2 separate regions of the Triticum aestivum genome follow, and region 2 is linked to region 1. Evidence: chromatin contacts called from public HiCAR-type data. All regions are on one chromosome and are shown on one strand. The core of a region is the stretch at or near the end of the contact, and the rest is flanking DNA. Distances in the headings are between cores, read along the strand shown.

Region 1 (5,575 bases), core at 1,312-3,811:
TGTCTGGTTTTGTCCTTCGTAGTTCTTCCTCAGAGTTGGAGCTGCGCTGTCTGGTCGCAGGTGGCTGAGTTTTGGCACGGATCTTCATACACCCCCACATGGCCTCTTCGGTGTGAGTTGACTCGACGATCGCCTACGGCGAAGTCGGAGTCGTTTGCTCAAGGTTTAGGGATGGTAATGATGCCTCTAGAAGAAGAGTGATGACGATGACGCCTGCGTGCTGTCTCGGCGATGCCCTCATTGGAGTGGTGTGCGTGGGTCTCTTGTGTGTGTGCCGCTCAGCGGTTGTGATGGTTTTTGCCCGGTTTTCTATAATCAACTGGGCAATCTGGTTTTTGCTCGATTTTCCCTAATTAACTGAGCAACTCTTTTCTTCTTAATGAATGCAGAAACTCTGCCATTTCGAAAAAAATATTTGATCCTTTCGATCTACGACTCTCTTCATTGTCGATGGCTACTCTATGCGTTGTTCCTTTGGAGCTGTCTACTATAACAAGATTCGCCGAACTTTGATGAGGGAGGTGCGATGACGATGACGTTTCGGCTTGCTCTATTGCTTGTAGTCGTCGTTAGGTGGTCTATAGACCTTGTTGAAATTTGTGCAACCTCTAATTTTCTCTGTAGTATCATGATTATATGAATAGATTGAAAATGTCTTTTGCAAAAAGTTGTATAAACAAAAGGTCACTTAAAAATTCTTACAGTTTCTCCTTGCTTACCTGCAGTAATTTTTTCCAATCAGCACGTGCAATTTGTTTTACCATTTTTGCATATAGAACCAAAACTGTCACTTTTGCCCCAGGCGTCGATAGGAAGAAGACACGGGAAGGTTCCTCACCTTCGCATCCGTTGAGTGCCATCGCACATGCTTACATCGCGCCAACGTCACTGCAAACGTGGGGGCTCACTGTCACCGCTGTCGTTGTGTGGCGCAGTGTGTGTGCACGTGTGTGTCCTGCTTGCAGAAACCGTACGAGTCGGTGCCTCGAACTAGCGTACATGCGGATCGTAGCTAGTCCGGCCAGGCTCCTTGCCGCTCGCCGCGGCCACGGTCACCAGCCCGCTCCGGTGCCTCTCGACGTGATCCCACCTCTGCAGCGACGCGTACAGGTTGGACAGCCCGTACGCGGCGCCGTCGCGGCCGTCCAGCTCCGCGATCCGCCTCGCCGCCCACTCGCTCGCCGTCACGCCGTCCCCCGAGCTGCGCGCATGGAGCAGCAGGCACCCCAGGACCTTGGCGTTGGGCCGGACGGGCATCGTCCGCACGAGCCGCACGGCCTCGCCGAGCAGCCCCGCGCGGCACAGCAGGTCCACCATGCAGCCGTAGTGCTCCGCCCCGGGAGCCACCCCGTGGGCCGGCAGCATCTCCGCGAAGAGCTCACGGCCCTCGCGCACCAGACCGGAGTGGCTGCACGCCGACAGGAGCGCCACGAACGTCACCGAGTCCGGCCTGACCTCGTTGTTCTTATTGCTCGTCTCCACCATGTCGCGGAACGCCCTGACGGCATCCTCGCCGCGGCCGTTCCTGCCTAGCCCCGCGATCACCGTGTTCCAGCAGAAGAGGTTGGGCGCGCCGGACGGCATGGCGCTGAAGACCTCGAGCGCGCGGTCCACGCTCCCGCACTTGAAGTACATGTCCATGAGGGCGTTGCTCAGCACCGCGTCGGTGCTTGTCCCCAGCAGCTGCCGGGTGGAGAGATGGACCGCCCGGCCAAAGCCGAAGTCCCCCACCTGCGTGCAAGCAGTCACCACGGTGGCAATGGTGACCGCGGTGGGCCTCGGCGCCTGCCCCTCATCCTGCGTCAGCCGGCGGAACATCGCGATGGCCGCGGCGGGGTCTCCCCGGCGCAGATACCCGGCCATCATCGTGTTATACGTGACGACGTCCCGCAGCGAGGAGCCCATACGGTCGAACAGCTCCCGGGCGGCGTCCATCCGCCCGGCCTTGCAGTACCCGTCGACCATCGCGTTCCACGAGACGGCGCTGCTCGTCGCCGCGCGCAGGCTCGCCTCGAAGACGGCCCTGGCGGAGGCGAGGTCGCCGACCCTGCAGTAGCACGTGAGCAGGGTGTTCCACGACGCGGGGGTCCTGTCCGGCCCCGGCATTCGGTCGAACAGCCTCCGCGCGTCGGCCGCCCTCCCCGAGGCGCCGAGCGCGGCCAGCATGGCGTTGAAGGCGACCGCGTCCCTGCGCGGCATTTCGTCGAACAGCCGCTGGGCGGGAGCCAGGAGGCCGCGCCTGCCGTAGCGGACGAGCAAGGCGGTCGCAAGCACGACGTCGGAGGCGAGTCCCAGCTTGCAGACGAGGCAGTGGAGGGCCTGCTCTTCCCGGCGGCCGCGGCATCCCGTGACCGCGCGCAGGATGGCGGCGCGGCCGCGCGGAAGCGTCCTCGGCTGCATCTGCCGTATCTTCTCTCCCAGGAAACTGAATTTCCATTAGCCGCCCTCTGAATTCACAGTGAACTTGAGCGCAAGTCAGAATTCTCAGGTTCTTGTTTCACAGGAAAAAGAGAGAGAGAGAGAGAGAGAATAATTCTCAGGTTGACACTCAAGCACTTGGCAGGCCGCTTCGGTTTGTGCAACAAGTTTTGTCAAATTTGGCATTGTGAAAAATTACGCAGCTAAATGCTTTCGTGACTTTGCACTGATCCATTGCAATCATCAAAGACATTCTGAATTCAACCCTGTTGCGCTTAGATTCGAAAAAAACACAAACACTTTCTATTTGTTGGCTGAAACAATTGACTACGAAAATGCAAGCAAATTACAGTTGCACCTATTTTCCTATTCGTAGGGTGGCTTGCATCCCCTCTCATCATACGATAGGATGGTGGAGCGTGGAGGTATAGATGAAACCTTTGTCCCGATGGGGTTAGTGTCGGTGACGTTGGTGTTTTTTGGCGTTATTTACTTCCCACGTTGTTTTTCCCTTTATCTCGGGTCTCTTTGGCACTCAATCATTGGCGTGTGCTTGGTGGTAGAGTCTAGCTTCGTTTAGGGATTGTTTGTGTTCGTCACTTGAATTTTTGCATGGTTACCCTCTAACCAGGGCAAAATGTTGTGTGGTTTCGGCTTAATTTTTCTTACAAACCAGTCAAACTCTCTTCTCCTTAACGAAATGACAGGAGCACCTCGCCCTCTGACAATGTCTCACTGAAAATGTAGGGATGGCTTCCATCTGTCAGGCGGTGACCACTTAGGGTCGATCTGGGGTCGACGAAATGTCTTGCAACGTGGTTATTTAATACTCCCTCCGTCCCATAATATAAGAGCATTTTTGACACTAATGTAGTGTTAAAAACGCTCTTATATTAGTGTCAAAAACGCTCTTATATTATGTGGGGGGGGGGGGGGGGGGCGAACATAAAGCTCAAAGCTCGGTGAGCTTAACGAGCGCTCGTTTGATTGTCACGTGCTCATTTTGTCAACGAACTGAGGCAATCTCGTTAACTTGTTAATATTCTTAGTAACTCGTGACTAGTCCATGTAATCACAATTAGGTAGCCCACTCCCCACTTTAGATATCTTATGTCGCATTGCTTGTTCTCTGACTACATGACACTAGTCTTTTATCATTTCATCTCGTAGTCGAACGGAGGCGAAGGCATCAAGCGAGTTGTGGTCGGCAAACTTGATATTTGATACAATGACACCTATGGTTGAACCTTTAACAAGTGCTCATGAGTGTTCGCGAGCGTGTAGCAAAATCGAGTCGATCTTGGATATTAGCTCGTCGAGGATAACAAGCTTAACGAACCAAAGCCTTAGCGACCATGAGCTTTAACGAGCCGAGCAGGCTCACATTTTAGCATAAAATGCACCTTTGCCTTTTTTTTGGCAAGTAATGCACCTCTGCCCTTGCAGGCTCACGTGGCTTCATGTTGCTGGATACAAACCCATTTTATCCAACTTGAGTTGGTTTATTGCTCGAGTTGTATGGTATTCCGGTGAATTAATTTATTGGGGAAAGTGAGCTAGGTAATGCATTTGCAGGGTAAACATGCTTATCATACCGAGCCAAAAATATAAATGGTTATCCAATAGCATATGATATGTTAATTGGTATTTTCATCCAACGACGATCAGATCAATTTTATACCGTAGTTTATGATTAGATGAAATAGGCAAGTATTCCTATCCAACTTATTTGTAAGTTCTTTATTATGAACTTGGAAAAAATGGGTGTCCCTTTGGTTTGTTACTGTAAGTGCATCTAGTGCCACCCCTAGTTGGTTTTGAGTATTGACGATAAACTTGGTTAAGGGACTAATGTGTTTGTGAGAATTGCAGGATAACACAGGTAGTAGTCCCTTATTGATTGGGTTTACCTACCAGAGATGATCTCTAAAAATGTGTGAAGACATTGAAGACAATGGTGGTTTGTGAAGATATTCACAATGAAGATTATGACATGAGAAGACATTCATGTGAAGACTATGGAGTGCGAAGACATAGTTGTTTCGTAGTTTTCTTTTCTTCTTTGTTGATCATAGGAACCACCGTACTGTTAAGTGGGGTCCAAGTGAACAAAGTCAGAGTGACTAAAGTGATGCTCAACCAAAATCCTATGTCTTCGAGCGAAGACAACGAGAGCAAATCTTGTCCAGAGCTGGATGAGTCAGCTTTACTTGTAGCCCAAGTCAAGTTGCCGCGTATGGTTGAAATCCGACCGTTGGACACGTGTCGGTTCCTTAGTGACCTAGGGTCATTTCGGACAAATCAGGTCGGGTTGCCTCCTGGCTATAAATAGCTCACCCCCTACAACATAAATTGGTGGCTGCTCAGACTTAGTGCACGACTTTTGTCGTTTGAGAGCAACCCACCTCCGAAGCATTTGAGAGAGAGATCTTTGCGAGGACAAAGCCCAAAACACCCAGAGCCAAAGAGTGTTAGGCATCACTGAAGTCTTTCTGTCTGCGTGATCTGAAGACTTGTTATACTTGAGGACTGTGTATCCTCCAGCCGGTTAGGCGTCACGTTCTAAGCATCCAAGCACTACAAAAAAAGACACATCCGTGATATTTTGGGCCGAACGAATTTTTTTTCTGTCATGCTTATGACACTTTTATGACGATAATTGTGACAAAACCCGGTATCATCACAGATGTGGTGGGCTCCTACTTCTATGACAAAAAATCATGACAGAAAATGGACTTTTCGTCCTGGACGGGCCGGAGACGCAGCTGCATGACATTCTTTGGGCCGTCCATGACGGAAAAAACTATGGTAGAAGCGAGGGCACGAAAAATATCAGGGAGTTCCCGGTTACGGTGGGTGGTCGGGAGCTGAGCGATGCGCGTTTCTCTCGTACACGTACGCGCGTGGGTGCGAGGCGTTGCGCTCTAACTGAACCCGAGCGAGGCGTTGGGCTCTAACTGAACCCGAGCGATTGCATTGCAGGCTACGCGTTACTGAACCTGAGCGATCGATCGATGGCTGTTAACTGAACCCGATCGAGCGATTCCTTCACTACTGCTGCTAACTGAAGCCGATCGAACCTGCTGCCTCTTGATGAACAGTGAGCGTTGTTGGGGGTTTGGATGAACAGTTCCCGATGGGGGGTTGGATGAACAGG
Region 2 (5,744 bases), core at 285-2,784, 350 kb after region 1:
TGTTCTTTTTTCCACAAAATGGATTAGATCTATTATAGAAGTTCATCGGAAATACAAAGCATCTCAAACATAATAAATACATTGAGATTTTGAGAGCATCGAACAACCGGTACTGCCTCCAGAACGAGCCGCCGCCGCCCCACTGTCGTCGCTCCCTTATCGGAGCCGGCTTGATCTTGTCAATAACAGTCGGGAAGTCTTCGTACACGTGTGCCCCTAAACCTCAACGCCCTGGAGTTGCAGTCTTCGTTGTTGAATCCTTGCATATATCTGAAGCATCTGAGACCAAATCTCCAGAAACACTAACCTCACCGCCTGAAAGAGACGACATGAATCTACGCTGGAGCTCCGTCGACTACGTTCAGACAAACGAACTCGAGGAGGATCAGAGCTCGGAGGACAAATTCTAAGAAGAGCCGCCATCCGCCTGAGCGTCGCACCCGCGAGGACTAAAAAACCCTAACTACAAACTAGAGCGAAGGCACTGAGATTCCCCTTCCCACCACCGGCCGCCAAAGCGGCAGGCAGAGGAAAGGCGAACCCACAGGCTCCGATGAAGCATGTAAAGTTCATATCTTATACTATTTTTATGCATACCTTCTCTAGTTGTTCCGAACCAGAATACATGCCCCCTCGTATTATTAGTCAAACTTTGACCATCAGGAAAAAAAACGAGTTACCTTCAGTAAAATGTATACATTGGAAACATCTTTTGGATACAAATCCAATGGTATAAATTTTAGGGCATAGAGCTCATATTTTTCTAGTTAAGTCGGTGGTCAAAATTTGACTCCAAATAAGATGGGGCATGTATACAGGTCCGGAGTGAACAAACAGTTATACTACCCATTTTTTCATCTAAAGACGAGGAGATGCCTACAATATCTGCTTAGTTAGATTGGTAGTCAAAATTTGATTCAAAATAGGAGGAGGCATGCATTCCATCATTTGATCTTTGTACTAGCGACCACGACTTCTTTTCATAAGAAAAAAAGAAGTAGTGGGATAACACAAAACTGTTCTAGGGCAGTTTTTGAGTAGGTCTTTAACCTGGCAATATTCTAGGGCTGACATACATTTTCATACAAAAATATCCACAACGACATAGCTTTCATTTTGCCATTTCTGTTTTTCTTCATCAATCAAAAAGCTAAAACGATGTCTGAACCAAACAAGAGAGAGCGACCTTTTTTCGTTATCCTTTGAAAATCTGGAAGGCATCATTCCCAGTTTATATTGACTTCCTCCCTCGGCCGCACGGTTTCATTTACTCCACGCAGGTGTTTTTCTCATACCCCAATCAATGCCTCCGTGCGTTTGGTCGCCGCCAAACATAAATCCCATCGCGGGGTACCCCGAGCATTTATCCTCCCACGGTCCCGCAGCGGGGCGGGGCAGGGCCCCGGCGAGCGAATTCAAACCACAGCCGAGCCAAGAGCAAAAACCGATGATGCCAAAAGGCTCTCCCCATCGGGCCGGGCGGGGCGACCCCCGCCCCCGGAACAAGGAGAGGGGAACAAAACAACGCCGCGGAAAATGCGAAAGCGGAAAAACTTCTGGCCCCTGTCCTCCCTCCCTCCGAAGCGATAGATTGAGGAGGAATAGGGGCCGCGTCTCCCCCTCCCCCCTCCACTCCGTCCACCACACCACCACCACCACCGCCTCGTCCGCCTCCCCCCGCCCCCGCGGCCCCCTAAACCACAGCCGCGCTCGATCTAGGGTTTCCGGTCGTCGCGGCGCCAATGGCGGACGCGCGCGGGGGCTGGTCGTGGGACCTCCCCGGCTTCCAGCCGCGGACGCCGGCGGCCGGGACGCCGCTGGCGACGCCCACCGCCATGCCCAGGGCGCCGCCGACGGCCATGGTGTCCCGCTCCTCCGAGGGGGCGCCCCGCGCGTCCGGCGCCATGCCCGTCGCCGACCGCCTCGACCAGCTCGCCGACAGCGTCCAGGTGCTTGCTCCGCTCCGTGCTTGTGGATTGAGTGGTGCGGCCTGTGGTGTCCGGTCCCAGCTCGTTTTTGTCCGGGGGATGGGGCTAATTAATTAGCTGGGTGGGGTCGTTGGAGCGGGGGATGTTGCCGTGTGTTTCGCGCCGCCTCAGCGGATTCCTGCATTTTGGGTTTACGCATCCATCAATGAGCCGGCTGAGGTAGAGGATTGGGACGCGTGCTGATTCCACTGCTTTGATTCAATACTGCCTTTGCTCCATCTGTTGGGGAGTGTCAGCCAAGGTTCTCTGTTGGACCTAGAGCTTGAACTTGCAGTTTAGTTGCATATACGGTTTATAATTTTGAAATTTATTTGATTGAGGAACCAAGTCTGGCTATGCTCAGCTATTAATAATGCGTTGAGTTGAGGAGGCTATAGGTATATGCGGGGCAATGTGTTTCTGTTACTGGTGTTAGTTCAACATGAGATAGTACCATGGTGGGACGACAGGCTCCAACATTGTATTCATTTAGTTTATTCGAGGACAAGAATGGCTGTTATGATTTTCATCAATTTAGAGGAACTGAAATTACTCAACTGGAACCACATTGGGAGGCGATGCCGTTACCTGTTCACTAGGAATGAGGAGTGCAAACAAACTTGAGCAGGATAATACTGTCGGCGCTTTCAATGTTATTCATAATTTTGCCTTCACACGAAAAATTCCAGGAAACTATTCTTGCTAATTGATGCAAATACCAGAGTTATGATGATTGTGTCAAATCAACATGATTTGATGTGCATGATATTACGTGTTCACTTCATGTTTTTCTCTTGTTCCTGCTTGTGTTGGTATTTGATCATTTCTTAAAACTCACTTTTATAAATTACACTTGTAGCTTGCTAGAGAGGACTGCTTGGAACTTAGGCAAGAAGCTAGTGACCTTCTTGAGTATTCTAATGCAAAATTGGGCCGTGTCACTCGCTATCTTGGGTTTCTTGCAGATAGAACTCGGAAACTAGGTAAGTTCAATATCTCTTCATGGTGTTCAGTTAAGTATTAACCTCGTTTCCCCTGTGTTAATGAGGGGGTCCTGTTTAATCATTTATAAACATCTAGTTGTTTATATTTTCCTTGTCCTTTAGGCTTGTTAATGTTAATTATGATAGTGGTTTTGCTGGGCTGGTTGGTACTGTGTTTTGAAGGCTCCTGGAATAAGCTATATGCTTCCAGTGAAATTTCTCTCATTGGTACATAGCGAGCATAATATGGCTGCCGGTGTCTGTAATATAATGATTCCCTGTTTATAAATTACGGGGTGGGTTATGTGCAACTCTTATATTCATGTACTCACGCTCTGTTTTGAAAGAGCTGGGACGTATTGCAGTTACAGTGAATAGCACATATAAGTCCCTTAAGTAGTTAAGTACATTCTATAATCTTGTGACCACAAACAGTAACTGTATGAAGCCACTGGTAATAAAATTATCCCCTGAGCATTAAAACGACATAACAAACCGACTTTGGATGTTGTTTGATCATATCATGTTCTAAGGACACTTTTTCCCCCCAATCACACACTGTACATAGTCAGAAGAGATAGAGAATCATGCTTTTCATGCGTTGCAACTTGCTCTGTTTTGTTACTCATCTATTTGTAATATAATTTCCATTGTTACCTGAGATTATATCTTTTGCTGCTGTAGATCAAGCTGCACTTGAAACTGAAACTAGAATCACTCCTTTGATTCATGAGAAGAAAAGACTTTTCAATGACTTATTGACCTTGAAAGGTACTCTACTATGTTCTATACTGCCTGACTTACACACACGACTCATCTTTGTGTGTGGAGTCTTTTTAGCGTCAGTCATAATTATGAACATCTTTCAGGCAATGTCAAAGTATTCTGCCGTAGCAGACCATTATTCGAAGATGAGGGTCCATCAGCGGTTGAGTTTCCAGATGATTTTACTATCCGTGTAAACACTGGAGATGAGTCTCTTACAAACCCTAAGAAGGATTATGAGTTTGACAGGGTATATGGTCCCCACATTGGGCAAGGTAAGATTGATGATGGGCCATGCAGGATGCAATTAATAAGTGCTAGACTGCGCGACAATATATTTTTGTAATATCTACAACTCTTACACTGATTCTGTCCTTCAAATGATTTCAAGGTGAACTTTTCCACGATGTTCAACCGTTTGTGCAGTCTGCCTTGGATGGGTACAATATCTCCATATTTGCGTATGGTCAAAGCCGCTCTGGAAAGACACATACACTGGTTTTCATCTACTCTGATGTGTTTATAATTGTTTTTCATGAAATTACACATTCTAAGTTACAGAATGTTTAGGTTGCATTGATGCCATTCTTGCTCCCTCTGAATTGTTTGCAAGAAATATACTATAAAAATAATAACATGTTGGTATTGGCAAATATCTTCATTATGACAAGCCCATAGCACAGTGCATGGCACTGAAACCATGAATGGAGCCTAACTTGGTTTTTCTTAAAGGTACATGCATTATGAAATCTGTCACCCTTTGAGTTCTTACGAGGTGCAATAGTCAAAGTCTATTTTATCAACCTGTGATTGTATGTTAGAATATATATATCTTACTCAATCATGTAACTCGTGTCTCCTAACAAAGAAAAAAAATGCAACTAATGTATTGAGAGCCATTAGAATGATGAGCGTCGATCACTTGTTCACAAAGGAATGCAACGACGCTTCTCAAACAGCACTATTATTTATAACTTCAATGGCTAATTGTAATATTTTAGTGCACTTTTAGGGCAGCACCTGTTTCTCAGAATTACTTTATTGTTTGATAAGATCTGATCCCAGGTACTGCAAAACAAGACGTAGGAGCTTACGTTCTTGCTATGCTCTTGACTGAATGTTTATTTAAATTCATAGATGCACTACTCTTTGACTGAAATTTCCATGCTTTCTTTTCAGGAAGGATCTAGCCATGATCGTGGTTTGTATCTCCGATGCTTTGAGGAACTATTTGATCTTTCAAACTCAGATACTACTTCCACATCACACTTTAACTTCTATTTTACTGCCTGTGAACTCTACAATGATCAGGTACTAATACAATTCTGTCAGTGGAATTCTACAAATGATCACTTGGCTGTTGTTCCGTGTCAAGTGAATATGACTGCACTCTCCTTGAATAGTTGGTATCACAGCAGCCTAATTGCATCTGTTCGTTTCGGACAGGTCCGGGATTTGCTGTCAGAATCTAGAAGCACAACCCTGAAAGTCCGCATGGGTGTGCAAGAATCCTTCGTGGAACTTGTGCAGGAGAAGGTTGAAAATCCATTGGAATTTTCTGGAGCCCTAAAGACAGCACTTCAAAACCAATCTGTACATTCGACGAAGGCCATCGTATCTCACCTGTATGTCAATAAGTGCTATTGTCTCCCTCCATCCATACCCCATAACATTGTTCTTTTTTAGGTCAAATATCTTTTTTGTGATGCAATGATGAATGTAATATCTGGTTTGTACTCCCTAGTACATTTGTCAGATAAATCTTTGAAAAGGGCATTATTCCTTGGTGGCGCATTAATCCTTTTTCTGGTACTTAGTGTCTCTCGTAGGTTTTGAATATTTAAATCTTCATTGGTGCCTATTTGAAGATGAAACAGACTATTATTTGGTGTTCTGGGTTCATTACTTTTGAAGAAACTTAATATTGCCTTCTCTATTGTTGCTCCCTGCTCTTGCCAATGTAACTATGAAACTTTTTGTCACAAGCCACTGTTTGGATAATTTTTTAATTTTTATTTTCATTCACGGC

The links. HiCAR-type assays count read pairs that join an accessible place to other places.
Region 2: a HiCAR-type map of leaf shows a contact between it and region 1, with 6 times the contacts expected there. The contact joins the promoter of LOC123169792 here to the promoter of LOC123166807 in region 1. A contact is called at or near these places in 3 of 5 Hi-C or Micro-C datasets (all in leaf) and 1 of 1 datasets of contacts at active chromatin or transcription factors (leaf).

What each region holds. Positions count from the first base shown.
Region 1 is chr7D:129,767,040-129,772,614 of IWGSC CS RefSeq v2.1, forward strand. It overlaps LOC123166807 (pentatricopeptide repeat-containing protein At3g29230), which reads right to left and starts at 2,562. Exons shown (of 1, transcript XM_044584607.1): 1 at 655-2,562. The coding sequence starts at 2,400. The coding sequence ends at 991.
Region 2 is chr7D:130,122,921-130,128,664 of IWGSC CS RefSeq v2.1, forward strand. LOC123169792 (kinesin-like protein KIN-14L) reads left to right here and starts at 1,535. Exons shown (of 23, transcript XM_044587667.1): 1 at 1,535-1,949; 2 at 2,827-2,950; 3 at 3,635-3,721; 4 at 3,820-3,990; 5 at 4,107-4,213; 6 at 4,895-5,026; 7 at 5,162-5,340. The coding sequence starts at 1,743.